2 separate regions of the Mus musculus genome follow, and region 2 is linked to region 1. Evidence: chromatin contacts called from public HiChIP or PLAC-seq data. All regions are on one chromosome and are shown on one strand. The core of a region is the stretch at or near the end of the contact, and the rest is flanking DNA. Distances in the headings are between cores, read along the strand shown.

Region 1 (4,907 bases), core at 655-3,154:
CAAGACAAATACTACGTGTTTTCTCCCATGCAGATACTACCTTTTAATCTTGACATATGTGAGAGTGGTCCTAAAACCAGAAAGGAGACCATGGGGTGATGAGGGGTTAGGAATGTCGCTCAGTTGGGAGAATGCTTGGGTAACATGCACGAGGCTCTGAGTTTGATAAAGCTTGGTTGCATACATCTGTATTCCCAGCGTTTGGTGATGGCAGGGGGATTGGAGTTCAGTGTCATCTTTGACTACTCAGTGAGTTAAAGCCAAAGCAGGACTCAAGAGATGGCGCCTTTGAAAAACAAATGAGCCATTTTGAGAAAAGAGAATACAGTGTGCTATGAAATTGCACAAAAGGGTGCTGGGGTGGGACAGTTCAGGGAGCAGGGGAGCAGGGTGGGGGAAGGGCAACAAAAAGGGGTACTGGGGTGGGGCAGTTCAGGGGAGCAGGGTGGGGGAGGGGCAGCAAGAGATTGTTCAGAATTGCCATAATGGAACCTAATCTTCTAAATGATAACTTACAAAAAAAACCCCAAAAGCCATGTATTTGATTTAAAATACAAGACAAACCGTTTAAAGTGGGATGTTACTCCATAATCAATACTAAAGGTTTATGGTGATATTTCTGGATAATTTAAGGATACATAACATTTTGAATGAGATACATTTCATATACAACAAGAGATAAAAATGGATCCATAAAAAGGTTTTGAGATGGAGGGAGGGAGGGAAAAGGGAGAGGGTGGAGAAATGGGGAGGGGTGCTGGCTACATTTTCTTGTTCAGGACTGGCCTGATATTGAATGACCTTAAAGCAGTCTTCTGTTGAGAGGACAGAACATTAACATGCTTGGTGAACAACTGTGGTGGTCAGGCATTCTACTAGAAATGCCTGTCTGCCCATCCTCCTGTCTGCTGAGCTCACGGACAGCTTAGTAGGTGCCATAGCTTCTGACTCGATGTCCTGATGTCAGCCTCACTCTCCTTCCTCAGCCAGCTTAGGGATTAATCACAAGCCAAGATATTTTGTACTGAAGTGGCTGCTGGCACCAAAGCTGGTCATACTTGGGAGATCTGGCTGTCATAGATGTCCATGTGAGGGGACAGGCCTTTTAGAGGGTGTCATGTGCCAGGATCAGGCCACAGACAGGGCTTAAAGAGTTCTGTTTCATCAGTGACGCAGAAAGTATTTCTGTCATGCGTGCCAGCGGCCGCATCAGGAAATACAGAGAAGCCAAAGCATCCAGAGTTCTGGGGCAACGGCTCTTAATCCCAAGTTCCTTGGGTGCCTGAGTCCCAAGGCAGGTGCAGGCTGCAGACTTACTTATGTGCCCTGCATCCCATAGACCCCCACTGTGAGTCACAGGCTTGGATTCCATCCGCAGTTCTGCCTTGAGCCACATGACTTCTAACTATTCACCCCCTCCACTTTATGGAGTTGTTGAAAGACACAAATGAAAACTTTAAACATTTTTTTAAAATGTCCACTGGGTACTTCTTTTGCCCTGTTCTTGATGTCTGCATATGGAGTCCACAGCTACTGCTGCTGTACCGTGGAGCATAAGCAGCCACCTAAGGACCTGAGCTGACGCCACTGGATAGGAAAGAATGTTGTGACCCGGAAAGCTAATTCCTGTGCTTTTCGCCTTTCCAGGCCTTGAGTCGCTACGAGACAGTGCCCATTCCACCCCAGTGCGGTCCTCTTCCCATGGGGACACCTTCCTGCCTCACGTGAGAAGCAGCCGGGCAGACAGCAATGAACGTGTCGCTGTGATAGCGGATGAGGCCTACAGCCCCGCAGACAGTGTGCTGCCCACCCCTGTAGCCGAGCACAGCCTGGAGCTGATGCTGCTCTCCCGGCAGATCAACGGGGCCACGTGCAGCATTGAGGAGGAGAAGGAGTCGGAGGCCAGCACCCCGACTGCGACAGAGGCGGAGGCCCTGGGAGGAGAGCTGAGGGCCCTGTGTCAGGGGCACGGCGGGTCAGAGCAAGAACAGGTGAATAAGTTTGTTTTAAGTGTTCTCCGTTTGCTCCTTGTGACCATGGGACTCCTCTTTGTTTTGCTCCTCCTCCTGATCATCCTTACTGAGTCTGACCTTGACGTTGCTTTTTTCCGAGATATCCGCCAGACCCCCGAGTTTGAACAATTCCACTATCAATACTTTTGTCCCCTCAGGCGATGGTTTGCCTGCAAAATCCGCTCAGTGGTGAGCCTGCTCATTGACACCTGAGAAGGCATGACTCCTCCCAATAACTAGCCGGGTGGACCAAGGAACCCGGCTACCCATTCCCAGCAATGGGACCCATCGCGGAACCATCGGCACACACACCAAGTCCTCTCATGACTCAAAGTCCACTGAGCCTAGCAGGGTTCTTTCCCAGCAGAAGAAAGGGATATAGGCTAATGCTCTGTAAACCGGGAACATTCAGTTTCTTCAGAGGCTCTTCCGAGAAAGGCTCAGCAACTCAAATGTTTCTCATCCTTCAATATGCAGAATAATTTGGGGGTTTGAACTTTTAGTTTTTCATAGATGTGTATTATTTTGAAAGTATCCAAATAAAAGTCACTTATTTTACTAGACTGATGATTGCAGTAGTGTCACCCAGTAGATGGGACACTAGCTGAAGACTCAGACTGTTGTCCTCTGTACCCTGCAATTTTCTCACTGGTGCCAGTGGGTTCCGGGAGACCCAGCAGGGCAGGCCGGGGCTGTGGGCAGGCAGGAATGGCTTCCTCGCCAGACAGGAAGGTTTCACAAAGTAAACGGCGTAGAATGATTAAATAGAAAGTTGCTTCTTACGATAGTCTGAGTTGGATTTTCTTTCCCTTTTGTTTGTTTTTGTTTTTTCAAATCTGAGCAGAGAGTGCATCTGAAGGGACCACAGCTACAGCAGCAGCAGTGGAAGGGGTGGGGTAAGTCTGTCCCCTTAGACTAGAGCCTAGTGAACACCTGAGTTGTATTTAATGTTTTGCTTTTCTTTCTGAAGAACCTCAAGACTTTTAGTGCTTCTGGGGTGTCAAAGTGGTGCCAGAGTGTGCGGTCAGAGATGTCCCACAGCACAGTTACCAGAGACCTGTGCTGAGTCACACGAGAGCCTGCAGAGCCGCAGGGAGCTGTGCTTGTCTTGTTACAGTATGCCCCTCCCCCCAAAAAAGACTATTTCAAGCTCTATTTTAACAGCAAAATGTTATTTTCCTATCTATTCCTATTTTGTTTTCACTTTATGAATCAAAAGATGCAAGAGAGAGACAGATCTGAGGAAGGCATCGAGAAGGAGCAGCGGCCTTGGAAGGGACCAGGAAGCACTAAGCAGGACCTCTAAGCAATGCCTACAGGTGACAGAATTTGACCATGGCAGAGACCAGCACTTACTATAGGAATGCCACCCTTAGGGTCAACCCCTGCTCCTGGAAACAAGGTCTAAGAGCACTTAGTGTCGTCCCTCACAGCAGCATACGTGTACACACACACACACACACACACACACACACACACACACGCACGAGCTGCAGTCCCTAAGCCTCTACACTTCTTACCACCAATAACACACAAGAGCATGTTTTCATCTCAGGGAGACCGCAAGTCATCTGAGGCCCAAGGACTCACGTAAAGGACAGTCAAAGGGCACACTCCTGGGACCAGAAAACAGTGGAGCGGAGCAGCCCCAACAGATTGGGCGGTAGAATATTTGAGCTTCCCTTATTTGTTGCCTGGGGTAGAACCATGTCCACATTCAGAATATGACAGCCATTAAAAGCAACAACAACACCCAAAAACAAACAAATGGGGTTTTGAAGATGCTGGGAGGGCATTTACATAATTTTAAAGAAAGATGACATCCTTATCTAGACCAGAGGTCAACAAACCTCTTTTAATAAAATTTTGATTTTGTGGACCATGCTCTGCCACCCTAGCACGCCTCTGATAATGCATGCATAGAAGAACATGGCTTGCTCTGAGAAAATTTTATAAAAACATAGGGCTGAGGATGTGTAGCTCAGAGGGTAAAGTATTTTTCTAACATGTATAAGGCCCTGGATTTGACTTCAAACAATACACAAAACCAGGTGTGGTAGCATATACCCGTGGTCCCAGCATTCAGCAGGGAGACGGGAAGATCAGAAGTTCAAGGCAATCCTCAGTCAGTGAGTTAATCCCAGTCTGGGATACATGAGGTGTCTCAGACCACCGGCTTCCCACTCCCTAAAAACAAACCTAAATCTGCAATATGCTGAGAGACTGGTCCCCAGCAGTACGATGCAAACCCTGGTCTACACAGGGCCAGCTTCCATTGCTGTTTTGTGTAAGCTACCCAGAACCATTTCCCAATGGGCAGGGTGCTCCAACAACCAACCAGCAGTGATGTGTGTCATCTGATACCAAGATCAAGAAGTACTGCCACTGTGAACAGCGGTGACACTATGAACGGGTCCAGGCCTATCTGATCATTTCCGTACCAGCAACAATTTGTGTGAGATCTAAAACATATACCACATGACAAGACAAACTGAGGGGATCCTAGTAAAGACCAGAGGTTACTTAAAAGCAATGAGCCACTGCTGCTTGTCAACTGCATAACCAAGGTGTGTACTCAGCACAGGACTGACAGCAAAGGCTACTGGGAAACAGGGCTGTGTGAACTGGGATTTCTATTCTTATGCAACATAGCAGATTGCCTTCTAGAGTGGTGCTCCTACCTCAGTCTGTAGAACACAGTGTCTATGCAGTGAGTGGTAGTCTCGCCTCTGACCTTTCATAGCCTCGAGAGAGGCAGCCTGCCATTGCCTGGTGTGTTTCTTGTGTCTAGAGTCCTAACAGTGCTGCGATCCGTGCCATTTCCAACATCTGACCCAGAATCTTCAGGTCATTTTCTCCCTCAAGGCTTAGCCCAGAAAATAAGGACAGAAAAGG
Region 2 (4,907 bases), core at 1,549-4,048, 350 kb before region 1:
AAGATCTCTCACTAACTCAATATTAGAATAAGATTAACTCTTTGAAACATTTACTATCAAATCAAAAGTGATTCCTGCTTATCAGGCTTTTCCATGGCAACACAGTATCTGTGTTCAGGCATGTGCTCAAGATTCAAAGCCAAGGTCACTGTCCTTTAAAAGTCAGTACACAAGAATGCTAAGAGCATAGATGTACAAAACCTGACTGAAGCTAAGGCTTACCACTGAAAGTAAAAGTAAAAACATGTACTTGAACAATATAATATTTGTTATGTTTTAAATTTTTTTCATTTTCCCCCTTTATACTCTTATTTTTTTCACAAAGATGTTCTTGCTGTAGACAATTTTGCCACTACAAATGGGTATCCTTACCCCAAAGTAGGCCAGATTCACAATGATCCAAAGCAATCATATAAGAGGCAAATGATAAATACCAATACAATTTCTAAATAATATTTTTAAAAAGTACAGACTATTGCACAGATATCTCATTTAACTCTCACATAATTTCTCCCAGTGTGTATAACTATTAGTTCAACTTCAAAATTAGGGCAATAACATAACAACTATGAATAATTTTATGTCATTTCATCATGTGTCTTGGGCTGTGAAACCACAATAATAGTCAAGACACAGAAGGTATTCCATCACCACAAAGACTTCTCTTATACTACATTTTATTTTGTTTTATAATATTTGTGCGTGTGTGTGTGTGTGTGTGCATGTGTGTATGTGTTCACATAAAGTACACAGAGGTCAGAGGACAATTCCAGGAAAAGAACTTTTTCTTCAACCACATGAATCCAGGAGGTGAAACGCAGGCCCATCAGGCTTACAGCCATCCTACCAGATCTTACACTACCTTTATAGTCAAGACTCATTTCCTTTCTCCTACCATCTAGTGCCAACATATTGGCAAGAATATGAAACAACAGAGAAAACATAAGAACAGTGTCAAGGATAGATAGGGTAGTACCTAAAAAGTATAATTCCTATGATAATTCAAAGATGTTACAGGAAGGATTCTGTCTGAAACAGGAATTTAAGGTTGAGAATTTAAACTTGAAGTAAGTAGAAAAGAGCCTTTCAGAAAGAGAGAATAACCAAGAAAATGTATAGAGTCCAGAAGGCCTGAGGTATGTAAGAACAGTCCAAAGTACTATCTGGTGATTCACAAGAAAGACGAATAGGAAAAGGAGCTTGGGCAGGAAAGGCAAGGAATCAAGCAGGGTCTACCCTTTACCTGAGTCCTGATGGCTTAGTTAGTAAGGTGAAAGTCCATCCAGAAACAAAGAGCAGATGAAAGCAGGACTGTTCCAAGAGCAGGAATCTAGCAGTCTCACTGAAGTCTTGGGGGCTTTGAAGAAGGAAGTTTAAATAAGGCCAATGCATAGTTATGAAAAGGGATGAAACACTACTGGTACATAGCATAACACAGGTACTCTTCGAGAACACTACACAGGCAAGTTCGAGAAGACACTCACAAAAAGGCCAAACAATTCTGATCCCACCCACATGAAATGCACAGAAAGACAACGGCTACCATCTGGGGAGCAGAGGTTACTGAAGTCTCTAAGGATAAACCCAGTGTCTTTCACAAGTTCATGTTCTACATCTTAACAGTCCCTAGCCATAAGAGGGACTTCTTAATGTGTACAGGATTTCTTTTTGAGCAATGAAAATGTTTTAGAATTAGACAGTAACAACAGCTCTATGACACTATAAATTTACTTTTTTGTTTGTTTGGTTTTTTGTTTTTGTTTTTTTGAGACACGATTTCTCTGTGTAGCCCTGGCTATCCTGGAACTCACTCTGTAGACCAGGCTGGCCTTGAACTCAGAAATCTGCCTGCCTCTGCCTCCCAAGTGTTGGGATAAATTTACTTTTAAAAAAACCCAATGAATTATATACTTTAGAAGAGTTAATTTTATATCAATTACATCTACATTTTTTACACCATTTTCAATGCACAAAGAAAAGGACCATACGAATGCTGAGTGTGCTCTGGACAGCACACAGACAAATACAGACAGAACAATAAACAAACACTGTGTGCTTGAGGACCTCATTAGTCAAAAGAGACACTGAAGAAAACAGGCAATTATAGAATGGCAAGACAAATGATAAGAGTTTTATACAGGCAAACACAGTAGAAACAGCCTAGAAATCCAGCCTCAGGAGAGAACAGGAGGCTTCTGGAGACGACAGTAATGTCTGACTAACTCCTACAGAAGAGTGACTCTCACCCATGTGGAAGGAGGGTAGATAAAGAGGAAAGAAGACATTTAACGATGCACCAAATCTTGGAAGTAAAAAAAAAAAAAGAAAGAAAGAAAGAAAGAAAATTCACTCAACATTCTAGCATCTGCCAAAAGTCCCAAGGAGCTGGAAAATGCCGCAGAGCCTTTTTGGTCCCTGTCTGCGTAGAACGGGTTTCTAGTTGCAGGTGGGCAAGGAGTTGGCAAATGACAAACAGAAGCGACAGGAGAGATTGTGTAGAATCTGAATGTAATTTTTCAAGTCGAGCATCAACTTTTTATACAGAAGAGCAACAAGAAACCAGGCGAGATACATCCGAGAGTTACAGTGACACAATAGAAAAGGAATGTATACATCAAAAGAAGGTGGGGACGAGGCCACTGACACTAAGAAGGGAGCCAGGTGTAAAGCTAGTCTATTGTTAAGCCCACCACCAGGGGTCCTTAGTAAATGCCTGATTATGCTGTTTCTTTGGGCCTAGGGAAGAAACCTGTCTCAGGGGGATTCTCTAATTCTTTCATGGTAAACCCACCTATATGCCAGGCCATTGTAAATTCCCTTGTCTGAGTAAGACTGCCTATGTCCCAAGTAAACACTCTGCAGACCAGCCCTAAGCTATTCTGGCTCCGCTCTTTGTAATGCCTAATTAGTTTCACAGTCTGTACTAGAAGTAAATTTGAATGTTGAATAGATAACCTTCTTACTGAATTACAAGTTTGTGGGCTTCAAGGATTTTCTAGGATGTTGGAACACTGGCGAAGGCTTAGCTATGTCACAATTCAATCTTTAAAGGCACTTATAATAAAACAATACTGAAAGAGAGCACTTGGATCCATACACCAGACTAATGCGGGGATAGGGTTATGAGAATGCCTGGTTCCAGGAGGTTGAGTTTCCTTGAAACTCCCTGCCTCGTGAGTGCTTCCAGGCCTCTCGGCCTGCCAAGCAGACTTCACTGGAGTGTGAGTAGCAGGAAAATAATGAATTAAGGGGAAATAGTAAGATATATCTCTTTAAAAACAATCAAGGTAGCGGGTGTGGTGGCGCACGCCTTTAATCCTAGCACTCGGGAGGCAGAGGCAGGCAGATTTCTGAGTTCAAGGCCAGCCTGGTCTACAAAGTGAGTTCCAGGACAGCCAGGGCTACACAGAGAAACCCTGTCTCAAACCGCCCCCACCAAAAAAAAAAAAAAAAAAAACAACAAAAAACCAATCAAGGTCTATAGCACAAGGGTCTTACCAAAGATGACAGGCATTTTCATGGATTCTTTACAAGGCTTGCAAACAAGATTATGATATCCAATTTGCAATTTTGAAGTAAATTTGGCTACAGTATGATGGGCAGACCAGAAAGGACAAAATTATACAAAATGAAATCAGATCATTTTATATGTGAGAAAAAAATCTCTCTCAACCAGGCCTGTTTGTACAGGGATGACAAGCTGAGGATTACTGGTTACACTTTATTGGTTGGAGGAAATTTTCCAAGGAATAATATATCATAAAACTCAACTTCCAATGTCTCTAAATAGTTTTGTGGGAAATGAGCTATAATGCCTGTGTTTATGCTTGTGTGATAGCTATGGCCATAGTGACAGAAATTATATGGCCTCAAGAACTTGCTCTCTGGCCTTCTATAAAAAAGGTCCGATTACTCCTAAACTATCAGAATAAGAATAGAAAGGCAGCTCCTTGTGATAGATAAGAGGTTGAAGGTGTTTGCCACCAAGTCTGATCCCTAGAACCCACAAGGTAGGAGAGAAATGACTCCAAAGGTTGTCTTCTGACCTCTATATAAGTATAGTGACACGAGCATGTTCCCCATTCCCAATAAATAAATATAAATGAGATACACACACAAATGGTATGGGCAGGGAGAGGGCAAAAAGGCACACAGACAAGCTGGCCAAGCAATAATCTGCGGTGTAGTAAGATATGAAAAGCTAACTGAAAATCACTGGAGCTAGAGTTACAGGCAGTCATCAGCAACTCAACATGAGTGCTGGGAATTGAACTCCGGTCCTATAATAGAGAACAAGGTGCACTTAACCACTGAGCCCTCTGCTCAGCCCCTGGTTTTGGTTCTTACTACTGATTAATTATAAATTAATTAGTAAATAATTTAGGTTCATCACATTTCCACACTCACTGTTAAATAGGCAATGCTCTAGAAAGTTCTAAAATTACTTAGCTTTTCTTCAAAATATTTTCTAGACAGGATATAGCACAAAACCTCAAAAGTATTATTTACCACTTATCTCACAAAGGGATTCTCATTCTCTGGGTTCTGTGTCACCTCTCTCTCTCCTTACTTACCAGCTTTTGCAGTGATCTTCTTGTTTTTTTCTGGCACTGGGAATTAAATCCAGGGCCACAAATCAGGGAAGTGTTCTACCACTAAACTATAGCTATATCCCTGGTCCTACTTTCAGGCCTTTTACTTAAAATAGGCAAGATATTGTTACTTAAAAGTATACAAGAAAGATAATGTACATGTTTCTTTGCAAGTGAGTGGTGTTGAAGGGTGGCCAGACAGTTAACAGTCACCAACAGCACACCTCTTGCCCAATCACATCTACAATCAGATACTGTGGTGGTTTGAATAAGAATGACCCAAATAGTTGAATGTGTAGTCACCAGGGAGTAGAA

The links. HiChIP or PLAC-seq counts read pairs in DNA pulled down with a chosen protein or histone mark.
Region 2: an H3K27ac HiChIP or PLAC-seq map of embryonic stem cells shows a contact between it and region 1, with 2.4 times the contacts expected there. The contact joins two enhancer-like sites. A contact is called at or near these places in 2 of 115 datasets of contacts at active chromatin or transcription factors (both in embryonic stem cells) and 2 of 9 other capture datasets (embryonic stem cells and liver).

What each region holds. Positions count from the first base shown.
Region 1 is chr2:121,545,973-121,550,879 of GRCm38.p6, reverse strand. Frmd5 (FERM domain containing 5) reads left to right here. Exons shown (of 14, transcript NM_001360084.1): 14 at 1,648-4,907. The coding sequence ends at 2,225. Among named protein-coding and RNA genes, the nearest start is that of Wdr76, 42 kb to the right of the region's middle. Within about 2 kb of position 1,904, at least 13 of the 459 cell types and tissues checked have an H3K27ac peak or open chromatin away from gene starts, as enhancers often do. A contact at or near this core is called in embryonic stem cells, where this site is marked.
Region 2 is chr2:121,893,347-121,898,253 of GRCm38.p6, reverse strand. The region is part of intron 1 of Golm2 (golgi membrane protein 2); the gene reads right to left. Among named protein-coding and RNA genes, the nearest start is that of Golm2, 29 kb to the right of the region's middle. Within about 2 kb of position 2,798, at least 10 of the 459 cell types and tissues checked have an H3K27ac peak or open chromatin away from gene starts, as enhancers often do. A contact at or near this core is called in embryonic stem cells, where this site is marked.